2 separate regions of the Mus musculus genome follow, and region 2 is linked to region 1. A link is a contact called in public HiChIP or PLAC-seq data. All regions are on one chromosome and are shown on one strand. Each heading gives the region's core, a stretch centred on a gene start, on an enhancer-like site or on the middle of the called end of the contact. The rest is flanking DNA. Distances are from core to core; before and after follow the strand shown.

Region 1 (5,625 bases), core at 1,195-3,694:
TACTGTAGTCAATCCACACATCAGAAACTCCATTTTAGGAAATTTTATACATAAAGATGTACATGTTTATCACAGAAGGAAAAGAAATCCTAACAAAACTAGGAATAAACCAGACACGGACTATAATCCAGCTACCTAGGAGACTAAGGCAGGATTCTGGGTTCAAGTCCAGCCTAGCCTACATAGTAAGACCCTATCTCATAACAACCAACCAACAACAAAAACCTAACATTCTAAAGTCTAACAAATAGTTTTTACAAATTATTATTTATCCCTGATAAAGTATTATATGTTCACTCAAAATAGTTTATTTTTGCTTGTGTATTTTGTTTTGTTTTGCTTTGAGACAAGACGTCACACTGAGACCTCAGCTGGTCTCAAACATCTGGCAATCCTCTATCTCAGCCTGTGACCTATGTCTTTTTGTTGTTGTTATTGTTGTTTTGTTTTGTTGCTACAAGATTTCTCTGTGTAACAGCCCTGGCTGTCTTGGAACTCGCTCTGTAGACCAGGCTGGCCTTGAACTCACAGAGGTCTGACTTCCTCTGCCTCCCAAGTGCTAAGACTAAAAGTATGCACCACTGCGCACAGCTTATGACGTGTGTTTTTATTCTCACTATTTTTTAATAGCATAGGAAAGTGCAACATGCTGAATGGGTAAAAGGCCCATCTGTATCCATGTCCTAAATTATAAATCCAGAATGTAAGATGGCAGGAAGAGAAAGGGAAATGGGGTGTGGAGCACACTCCCAAAGTCCCAGCAGATGGGGCAGGTGAAAGCAGAGCAGCCTGGACCAGCCGGACGGAAAGAGCCTGTCCAGAAACAAAGCAAAGGAGCCCAGACCTGGGGACAGTGCTCCTCCTCCACCTGCTCTCCTGTCCCCTCAGCCTGGGCCTCTTTAGGAGTCTTTTCCTCCTTAGATGCCGAATCTACTCTACTCATAATTACACCTTATACGTCATCATACTTTTCTGTAATTTTAAGAGAGAGAGAGAGAGGGCGAGCACTGGGCAATGGGGGAGCATTCTTTTTAGTCCTAGCACTTGGGAGGAAGTCAGATATCTGTGAGTTTGAGGCCAGCCTGATCTACAAAGCTAGTTCCAGGACAGCCAAGGCTACACACACAGAGAAACCTTGTCTTGAAAAATGAAGAGAGAGAGAGAGAGAGAGAGAGAGAGAGAGAGAGAGAGAGAGAGAGAAAGAGACAGAGAGAGAGGGGGGCCAAGGTAGGGGGTTGACGGTTCAGCTCAGGGGTAGCATCTGCTTATAGTGTGTGTAAGTAAGATCATGGGTTTGATCCCTAGCACAAGACAAACATACAACAACTCTCTTCAGAGGATATTTACCACAACTTAAAAATATCGCAGATTCTAGAGCAATGATCCCAGCTCCATAAATGGTGGCATACTAATCAATAAATTTACTAAATAGCGGCTACTATACAATCTTTAGAATTGTGTTGTTTATATTTTGTTTGCTTGCTCGCATCCTTGCTTGCTTGTTTTTTTGTTTTGTTTTTGTTTTGTTTTTTGTTTGTTCGTTCGTTTGTTTGTTTTTGGAGGTCTCACTGTGAACTCTCTTTGTAAACCAAACTAGCCATGAACTTACATTACAGAGGTCATGCTGAGATGAAGGCAATGTGCCACCGCACCTAGCCAATTTGTATCTTCCTAAGGCAGCAGGTTTCTGTCTTCAAGGAGCCACCCATCCAGCTCTGACAGAAGATGATAGAAAGAAGCACCAGGAAAGGGTGATGTAGAAAGAATGAAGCAGGGTAGAGCCCAGATGGCCAAAGTAAGTTAGCCTTTGCCTCTAGGGGACTAGTGGTTGTGTCTCCTTGGGTGCCAACGCCCCTGCCCTCAAGATGCTGTTCATCTTTTGGGACGAATAGGCCTTGCTCTCGATTACTTCTAGTGTAGTATCCCGCTACCTTGCAAAGAGGAATGACACCCTTATTTCCGGCCTAAAGCAGTCCTCTGAAAACTAAACTCAGTTCTTTAGCAGATAGTCAAGCAGCAAGCTATCTCTGGACCGTTTGTCCCAGGCTGTCTGTCGTGTGAGCGCTCAGACACAGCTTCTACCTCTTATCCTGGGGAGGCTCCAGAGACTCCCACTTCTCCGGTGTTAACAATGCTTTTTTTTTTCCCTTTCTAACTCGGCCCGTGAATTCTCCTGTCTTTTCATACATCCCAGGTTTCATTCCAGTCTTAAATTGGTTTCCTGGTCTGCCCTTTATCCCCCATCCCAGTCTTCTCATCTCTGAATCGCTTTGCCTGACTGGACAGGAAGTCTTGCTTTAGTATCCCCATTGTATTCTTTCCCGTAGGAATGTTAATCAGCGAACGGGATTTAATTAATTCAGCAGCTAATTTAAAATGGGAGAGGAAGAGTGGAAGAGGAGGAGGGTAGAGAGAGACGGATCCTACTTCGGAACAGAAGGCACTGCGCGTGGCTCTGGGTTGGCGGGCACCATGCTGTCGCCCTCGTTTACCGCCCCCACCTACACATACAGCCAGCAGGGAAGGGCAAAAGTGGGGAGCGTGGCTGGCAGGGTCTCCACGGACTCATTCGGTCCTGCTGCTGCTTTGGGCTGGAAGAGACAGACAGAAGGAGAAAGCCAGAGAACGGGAAGGATGCAGGCAGCCCCACGTGGCAGGAAGAACTAAGGGGGGGGGATTTATTTGTTTTTTGAAGTTTTTGTTTTTTGAGACAGGGTTTCTCTGTATAGCCCTGGCTGTCCTGGAACTCACTCTGTAGACCAGGCTGGCCTCGAACTCAGAAATCTGCCTGCCTCTGCCTCCCGAGTGCTGGGATTAAGGCGTGAGCCACTATGTCTGGCCTGATTTGATCTCTTTACCACCCAGGGCTTCCTATGAGAGCCAGCAGTGAGGGAATCAAAATTGGAAGCAAGCAAGGAAGGAACTCAAGAGCTACTCAGAGCTGCTTTCTGTTCTCCAGAGCCCACCTGTGAGGCTAACCCAAGGCTGCCGGGTTAGACAAAGCTGTCCCCAGCAAGCCGCCACAGGCTCAGCCAAAGTAGAAACACAGCAATGTTTTCTAAGCTTATACTCTATGCTAGATTTTAAATAGTTATTACCAGTTATCAAAAGCTTAAGAGTGTTTTGGTTTTTTTAAGATTTTATTTACTTACTATATGTAAGTACACTATAGCTGTCTTCAGGCACCCCAGAAGAAGGTATCAGATTTCATTATGAATGGTTGTGAGCTATCACGTGGTTGCTGGGATTTGAACTCAGGGCCTTCGGAAGAGCAGTCAGTGCTCTTAACCACTGAACCATCTCTCCAGCCCCAGGAGTGTTTACTAACATGGCCAGAGTGGTGCATTCTTTAAAAGTTAGGTTAGCACATGGAGACACACACACACACACACACACACACACACACACACACATCCTGACCATGTTTCAAGGCTTTCAGTGACCCAGGGATGAAATGGCCATATTTGTTTGTAAGGAGTAAAGGAAAATGCGACTATCGGAAGACTAGGTACAAATACCAGCCTATGTATGATCTATATGTATGTATGTATGGCCTGTGTATGATCTATATGTATGTATGTATGGCCTATGTATGATCTATATGTATGTATGTATGGCCTGTGTATGATCTATATGTATGTATGTATGGCCTATGAATGAAGGGCAGAAAACAAATTTCATTCAGTTTTAGCTCCCATACCTAAAGCACCTAGAGAACTAATTGAAACTGAAATGATTATTCCAGAATGTCTTAAAGTTGCAAAGTCTCTGTCATTCACTGCAACGAAAAGATTATCAAGCTGGGCATGGTGGCACACGCCTTTAATCCCAGCACTTGGGAGGCAGAGGCAGGTGGATTTCTGAGTTCAAGGACAGCCTGGTCTTCAAAGTGAGTTCCAGGACAGCCAGGGCGATACAGAGAAATCCTGACTCAAAAAATAACTAACTAAATAAATAAATATAAAAAAATGTTATCGATTATTGCTTTAAGAGAAAGCCCTTGCCTGATGTGGAGGTGCATGCCTTTAATTCCAGCACTCAGAGGCAGAGGCTGGCAGATCTCTGTGACTTCAGGGCCAACTTGGTCTATTTAGCAAAGTAGGCCTGCCAGGGCAACAACAACAACAACAACAAAAGCAGAGAAGTGTCTCAAAAAAGCAGAGAAGACAGATCTTACAAGGGATCTCTGTTACATGAGACCACTGTGCTAACTCGAATGCCCAACATAGAACAGAACTCCAGGCAGCTGAGGAAGGCCTCTACCTGTATACTAGAGGAAGGCAGGCTTGGCAGGAAGGAAGAAGAGTCCAGAACCTCCAAGGCTCAAATAAGACAGCAAAGCCCATGGTGCTCCAGCCCCCACTTCTCCTACAGAGGCCTCTCCTGATTCTTCCTCCAGGGCTTTAGCTAACTGCCTTCCTTAGTTTGGCGGTTAGCTTTGGCTCACACATCTGAGAATGAAAGTCAGTCACTCCAGAGCTGCCACCCAACTAAGAAAGCTCTGTCGCTGTCACAGAAAAAGGCCACATGGTCCATCTGTATTGTCGACAATCTCTAGGGCTTACACAAAGACATTGCTGTCCAGGGGAGTGCCTGGGATGCTGGCAGTTCACAATGACGATCTGATAAGAAGAAAATTGGCCATCTTGGAAACTGGATAGCTTTATAACCAGCACTAGCTCAGCATGAGCTGAGGAGTCTAGGGTACTGGCCACACAGAGACGAGATGGTTCTCCAGAAAAGAAGACAAGATAGAGCCAAATTAATGGTCTGATGAGTTTAGGGTGAACCCTGGAAAGGCAGAACAAAGAGAGCCATGGGCTGAAGCGGGAGGCACAGAAATTCCACCGAGACAAAGGAGAGACTTGGGATAGAAAATGGGGCGCAGGACTGAGCCAAGGTCTTTCAGCCAGAATTGTCCTGGGCAGAGACCACTCAGGTTGCCATTGCTTCCCTAGCAAGTGCCTTCTGAGGACTCTAAAGCTCAGAAACAGGATGTTCCTGAGGCCACGAAGGTTTTAGAGCCTAGTATTTCTCCAGCCTTATAGAATGGATAAAAAAAAATAATAAGATCACACCCATCCTAAACAATCCAAATGCAAACTTTCTGAATGAATGGGGCCTTTACTGAATTCTTTTAAAAACATTACTTCCTTCCTATCTATCTATCTATCTATCTATCTATCTATCTATCTATCTATCTATCTATCTATCTATCTATCTATTGGTTTTTTGAGGCAAGGTTTCTATGTGTAGCCTTGGTTATCCTAGAATTCACTCTGCAGACCAGGCTGCCTCTGCCCCACAAGTGCTGGGACTAAAGGCATGTATCTCCACTGCCCGGCATTATTTCTTATTAATATGTGTATGATGTATGTGGGGAGATGTGCACATGCCCCAGCACGCGTGTGACTGTCAGAGGACAACTGTGTAGTCAGGCCTGTCCTACCTGAAAGTGGGTTCCAGGGACCAAGCTCAGGCTCTCAGGGTTGCATGGCAACCTTTCCAGCTGAACCATCTCTCTGGCCTGTGTCTGAATTCTCCCTATTTCTATTTCCCCAGCATTTGGGACCCAATTCTGTATACTTAGGACCTTTTGGCAGCTGAACTTTTATTACTCCAATC
Region 2 (5,671 bases), core at 2,459-4,958, 480 kb before region 1:
GACCTCACGGTGTCTAGGCCCCAATCGTAGTCCTTAACCTATCCAGGAGCCACCTGATAAACTTTACTCTCTAGCTCGAGCTGGTAGAGAGTTTGGTCCCAGATAAAGGTACCTCTGTGGGAAGATTAACACGGAGCTGTGAGCTGTTATTTATCCCACAGGGACAAGTGCTTATCACACGAGGGAGAGGGAGGAGGAGGCTTGCTGGACCCTGGGGAAGGTCTCAGACAGCAGACTGGATGCTCCAGGGCTTTACCTTGAGCGGCCTGTGGATGTCACAGCTGCACAAAGAATGCAAGGACAGGCGGAATGGCTCCCAGCTGGGGTTCAGGTTGTTTTTCACCACCTTTGAGAGGTACGAGGGACCTTGTCACCAACTGTCTAAGGTTTTTACTGTAATCTGTCCACCTTCATCCCATACCCCTGCGCACCAACCTCAGTCCTCCAGACCAGTTGGTCACTCTGGTCTCCATTGGTCTTATAAATCTCCATGAAGGGGTCAGACTTGCTGAACAGATCCTGGAGATGCGGGGGAAGGGCGTGTGAGGCTGGTGTGATCTTGGAGGAGGGATGAGAAGGCAGGTAACACTGAGAAGAGAACTGGTCTGGGAGCCTGGGGTCTGTTTGTGGCAGGAAGCCTATGGCTCTCTCTAATGGGGCGTGGATGGGCGTGGACTCTGGGGTTCCGACCTTGTTATCCAGCTTGTGGGCTCTGAAGGTAAGTTGCACATAGTCGTTGGTACCTGATACCTCCTCAGCCACAATCTGTAGAAGGGACAGAGGATTATGAGTCCCCACCCCCACCCCATATACGCTTCCCATAAATAAAGGTGGCCATCAGCACAGTATCACAATGGATGTCCATATGGGGACACTGAACCTTGACCCAAGAGTGACTTTGCCTACCGTGATAGTAGACTTGCCCGCCGTCTTCCCATTCTTCAGCAGTAATGGCTTAGTGACCTTGGTTTGTGACACAATCTAAAGACAGAGGTAGAGGGGAGTGTGGCTGTAGTGTATGCATCTGCCCTGGCCAAGGCTATAGAGTCCATAAGGTTGGCCCTTTGATCAGGATAAGGTGGATTCAATTTCTACAGCAGCCTGAAGAGAGGAGTGGAGGGGAGGGGAGTGCAGTTCAGTGGCAGAGTTCCTGCTCAGCCATGGGTTCAATTCCCAGCACCAAATACAACGACAGCAATAATAACAAAAGGAACACTACATCTGCCCCCCTCTTCAAATGGGAAAAGTAGGTTAAGCATCTTGTCCAAGGGTACACAGCCCATGGGAGGGAGGGATCCAGCCTCAGAAAGAGCTCCTTTCTCTTAGTTTGGCTCTGGAGGCAGAAGCTGATGGCAAGTTAGACAACGTAGGGACTGAGTTGGAATGCAGACCTGGCCCAAGGTGCACTCCGTAGACCCGAGGAAGGTGTCGCTGCTGGGGCTGGTGGCTCCATCCTCGGCATCGAACACGTGGAACTGCAAAGGCTGCTTCTCTTCAAAAAAGTATTCAATGGCCAGCACCCGGGAGAAGACTGGGCTTGAACAGGAGCGAAGCACCTCCGTGCGTTCCACCTGCAGCGGGAGGGATAAGGACCCTCTGGGGACTGAGGCCACTTGTCCCTGTCTGGTACTTCCTGTGCGCATGAGCTCTCCTAGGATTCTGTAAACCCGTCAATTAGTTTCTTTCTTTCTTTCTTTCTTTCTTTCTTTCTTTCTTTCTTTCTTTCTTTCTTTCTTTCTTTCTTTCTTTCTTAGCTGACTTCTGAATCTGGGGTACTGCTGGACTACTAGACCTCAGCCCTCTAGGGCTCTGAACTTCTGGTTAAAATGGCTTGGGCTTATTATTATGTTGGCATGTTTATGTTCGAGGTTATCCGCACAGGTAGGAAAGGTCCTTTGGAATCATCACGTTCCCCATCCCTACTCTGCTCCCCTTTACCCTCCCTCCTTTTTAGGTTAAAGGAAGGTTAGTCAAGGCGAACCCCACCAAGCTGCCCTCACCTCCACCCACTGCTCATCCGAGTAGAGTTTGAGCAGCACACATGGATGCGGCTTTGTGAGCGTGTCTCGGTCCAGCAGGCCATGGCAGGACACCCGCAGCTCCACTCGAGAGGCTCCCAGGGTCATGGCCGGGGGCTCAGGCACCCATCCCATCTCTGGGTCCGACATGGCACTGTGGGGGAAAGAACAGACAACCTGGACCGAGAGGGGAGGAGTTTGTCTCTTGGGGGTCCTGGACCCACCCGTTGCTCTTCTTCTTGAGGTCCTGGGGTCCTAAGGACAAGCTCTTCCCCTGCCCTGGTTGACTTCCTTGATGCTTTAAGCAGCAAAGAGCAGGAGTCCAGAGTCCCGTGCCTCTGTCACTCTGCCAGCCTAGGTGTCATGGATGGGGCTGGAAAAGACTGGAGGACTGGGATAGAAGTGGGTTCCTGGCAGCCTCGGCTCCTAGGCCATCGATTGATTTCTGCTTACTGCTGTCTCAGCACCTTCTGCTATTTCCCGACTGGTCTATGAGCCAGTGCTGCACTCAGTCTTGGCACCAGGGAACCAAACTAGGGCAAGGGGGTGGGGAAGAGGGTGGGGATGCCCTGGAGGTCTGAAGAGGGTGGGCCTCAGGGAAGGAGTCTGCAGTGGACAGGAGGAGACAGGTTGGCAGTGGAAAGGTCTGTGTAAAACTGCCCTGCTGTCTTAGAGTCCCCTACTCACTGTCTGGTTGGCTGATAGGAGAGATAGGTGGTGGGCTTGGGGAGGGAGAATCAGGACTCGGGCTCTGTTGTGAGCTCCTCGGGTGCTTGACAAGCCCACAGTCCTCCCCACCTCCCCTGTTCTCACACTTCTTGGCAACACAGGCACTGTCTCTTAGCGACAGGGTTTTGGGGGAGCCATGGCCCCCACCATGCTGCCCGTGGGATGCATGCGCACCACCCTCCCCCAGCAGAGTCACCAAGCCTCAGGCAGCAGCAGACAGGGGTATGCCGGCCCCGAGTTCATGGCTGGACAGCCCAGCTCTCTGTGCCTGTCCAGATCTCAGGGTGAAGCTATCTGATCCATGCCATGCTTCCTGAGTGAGTGTCCACTGGTGTGCCTGAGTACCCCACCCTCTGTCTGTCCCCCTCTGTCCTGTGTCCCTCTCCAGGAGGGTGTGACAGTCCCGTGTCTCTGTCAGAACCAGGACCGTTCCCTGGCTGGTTACCAGCCAGCCTCCCAAATGATGATAAAGCTTTATAGATATGCGAGGGAGGGTCTGGGCTGCGGCTCTCAGTGACTTCCAGCCACAAGTCTCAGTTAACGTGGAGCCCGTGAGGTAGGCAGGGGCATGTGGTGGAGAGGGGATCAGGTAGGGGTGGCTGGTGACTTCTCTGAGAGCTAGAGGAGATGTTGTTATGGAGACTGGGCCAGGGAAGGCAGGACTCAGGCTGGATTAGGAAGGAAGGATGGGCTCACCTGGGCTCTTAGTGGGGGTCTCCTCTCTCCAGTCTGCAGTCTTCCGCCCTGCCCCTGACTTCCTCGCTGCTCCAGCCGCTGGCGCCAGCTCCGGCTCGGTTCTGCTGCTATTTATGGGGCCTGGATGGGGAGGAGGGGGGCCGCAGCACCAGCTCCCCCCCCCCTGCACAGACTGGCTGGGAGGAAGGAGAGGGGAGGGACAGGGACACTGCCTGGGAGGGAGCCACAGTACTAGGGAGGAGGGCGGGCTGGGGGCAGGCCCAAAGCAGGACCCCCCCGCAGACACAGTGACATACATCTCCTTCACATCACACCCACACCCAGCATCACAGAAACACACACATTGCAGTGGTACGTGCGTGCACGCGCACACACACACACACACACACACACACACACACACACACACATCCACATCCACACGGAGGAAGGATGCGACGCACGGCACCCACGACTCACAGGCTCACACATATCTTGACACTCGCAGGCGCCAGTACATAAACTCACGGTGACACCATGACAGTTATAGCCCCACTGATGCGCACTGGGAAACACACTCTCACAGTACTTTCAACAGTACTACACTTGTTAAGGATATTTGTAGCTACATAGAAAAGAACACTCGGCTGTACTTGTGACACACACACAGACACCTACTCTCACTAACCTGGGATACAACAGAATGTTGATATCCATATACTCCTTAAAAAAAACCATCATGCACCACACTGAATCTCAGGAAATGGCATCCGGTTCCCGAGTTATCCTTTTGTAGGGAAATGAGGACCACGAACATAATGGCCCCACATGGGATCTCATCGTAAGCATACAGCCCGCGTATTGACTGGACATCACCATGATAGACCCGATGGTCTGCCCCACCCCCGCCCCCCAGATCCAACCATTATGGCCACATCTTTGTGGGAGGGGCTGGGTCAGGCACAAAGCTTAAGGAAACAGAAGTTAGTCACTCACAGAGAGCCCAGGGGAACTGAGCAGTTTCTGGACTGCTAATGCCACTGGGGAGACATTTGGGCGTGGTGATGTGGGGGATACTCAGATGTGTTCACTAGGACGCCGGCCATCCCTGTCCCTTAAACTGCTTATGTATTAACTACCTCCTGAGTGCCAGAGACTGGTCAGGTACCGGGGCTTAGTCAGGATAGCTCTTGTGCCTGAGGAGGAAGAGATGTATGAAATAGAAGGACCCACACGGAAATGTTAAGATAATATGAATGCTGTTAACTATAACACATAGTTATGTTCAGGGTAAAATGGAGGCATAATGCAGGAATAAAGCAATCTGAACTTCAAGGAAGGCATCCAGGATGTCAAAAGAGGTTTGGAGGGAGTTCCTGACTTTTAAGATCATATTTGTTAGGCCATACCAGAAATGGCTAACATAAATACAGTATTTTCTTTTCATGTTGTAGAGACCTGTTCTGTATAAGCCACTCTATTGTGGAGGCTTTTCATTTAGGAGTATCCACTGGCAGGGCTGGGGAGAGGGCTCAGCAGTTAGGAGGGCTGGTTGCTCTTCCAGAACCTGGGATCAACTCCCACCACCCACATGGCTGCTCACAACCACTTGTAACTGCAGTCCTAAGGACGCCAATGTCCTCTTTTTGCCACTGTGGGTACTACATGCACAGACATACATACAGGCACGATACCCAAGCACATGAGATAAAAATAAAGGATTTTTAAAAAAACGTTTTATCTACAGAGGGCTGGAGAGATGGCTCAGTGGTTAGAGCACTTGTTGCTCTTGCAAGGAAGCTGGATTGGCTTTCTAACCCACGTGGTGACTCACAACCATCTGTAACCTCAGTACTGGGTGATCTGATGCCCCCGTGTAGCCTACACACACACACACACACACACACACACACACACACACACACACAAAATCTAAAGGAGAGACATAGCCTATAGCTCAGCAGGAAAAGGCTACTGCCTCTGAGCCTGAGGACCTGAGTTTGATCCTGGGCACCCACAGAGTAGACAGAAAGAACTGACTCTCATAAGTTGTCTTCTGACCTCCACATGCATGCTGGTCACATACATGTGGTCACATACATAAAATAAAATGTTAAAAAGGGTACCCATAGGATAATGTAGCATTTAATATGTTACATTAATATGTTACAGGCTTCCCTGGTGCAATGACTGCCATCTTCTAATCCTAGCACAACCTCCAAAAAGCCAGAAAACCACTGTGTTTCCCC

Evidence for each region. HiChIP or PLAC-seq counts read pairs in DNA pulled down with a chosen protein or histone mark.
Region 2: a contact with region 1 is called in an H3K4me3 HiChIP or PLAC-seq map of forebrain, with 3 times the contacts expected there. The contact joins the promoter of Cpne6 here to the enhancer-like site in region 1. A contact is called at or near these places in 12 of 39 promoter capture datasets (the 3T3-L1 cell line, 3T3-L1-derived adipocytes, the HPC-7 cell line and 6 more), 1 of 484 Hi-C or Micro-C datasets (the N1E-115 cell line), 4 of 115 datasets of contacts at active chromatin or transcription factors (embryonic basal ganglia, embryonic hindbrain, embryonic stem cells and 1 more) and 1 of 9 other capture datasets (embryonic stem cells).

The regions. Positions count from the first base shown.
Region 1 is chr14:55,029,745-55,035,369 of GRCm38.p6, reverse strand. No RefSeq gene overlaps it. Among named protein-coding and RNA genes, the nearest start is that of Ngdn, 17 kb to the right of the region's middle. Within about 2 kb of position 2,444, at least 24 of the 459 cell types and tissues checked have an H3K27ac peak or open chromatin away from gene starts, as enhancers often do. A contact at or near this core is called in the N1E-115 cell line, forebrain, hippocampal neurons and 1 more, where this site is marked.
Region 2 is chr14:55,508,482-55,514,152 of GRCm38.p6, reverse strand. It overlaps Cpne6 (copine VI), which reads right to left and starts at 3,708. Exons shown (of 17, transcript NM_001360193.1): 1 at 3,444-3,708; 2 at 2,001-2,172; 3 at 1,392-1,571; 4 at 907-981; 5 at 691-765; 6 at 436-519; 7 at 257-346. The coding sequence starts at 2,168.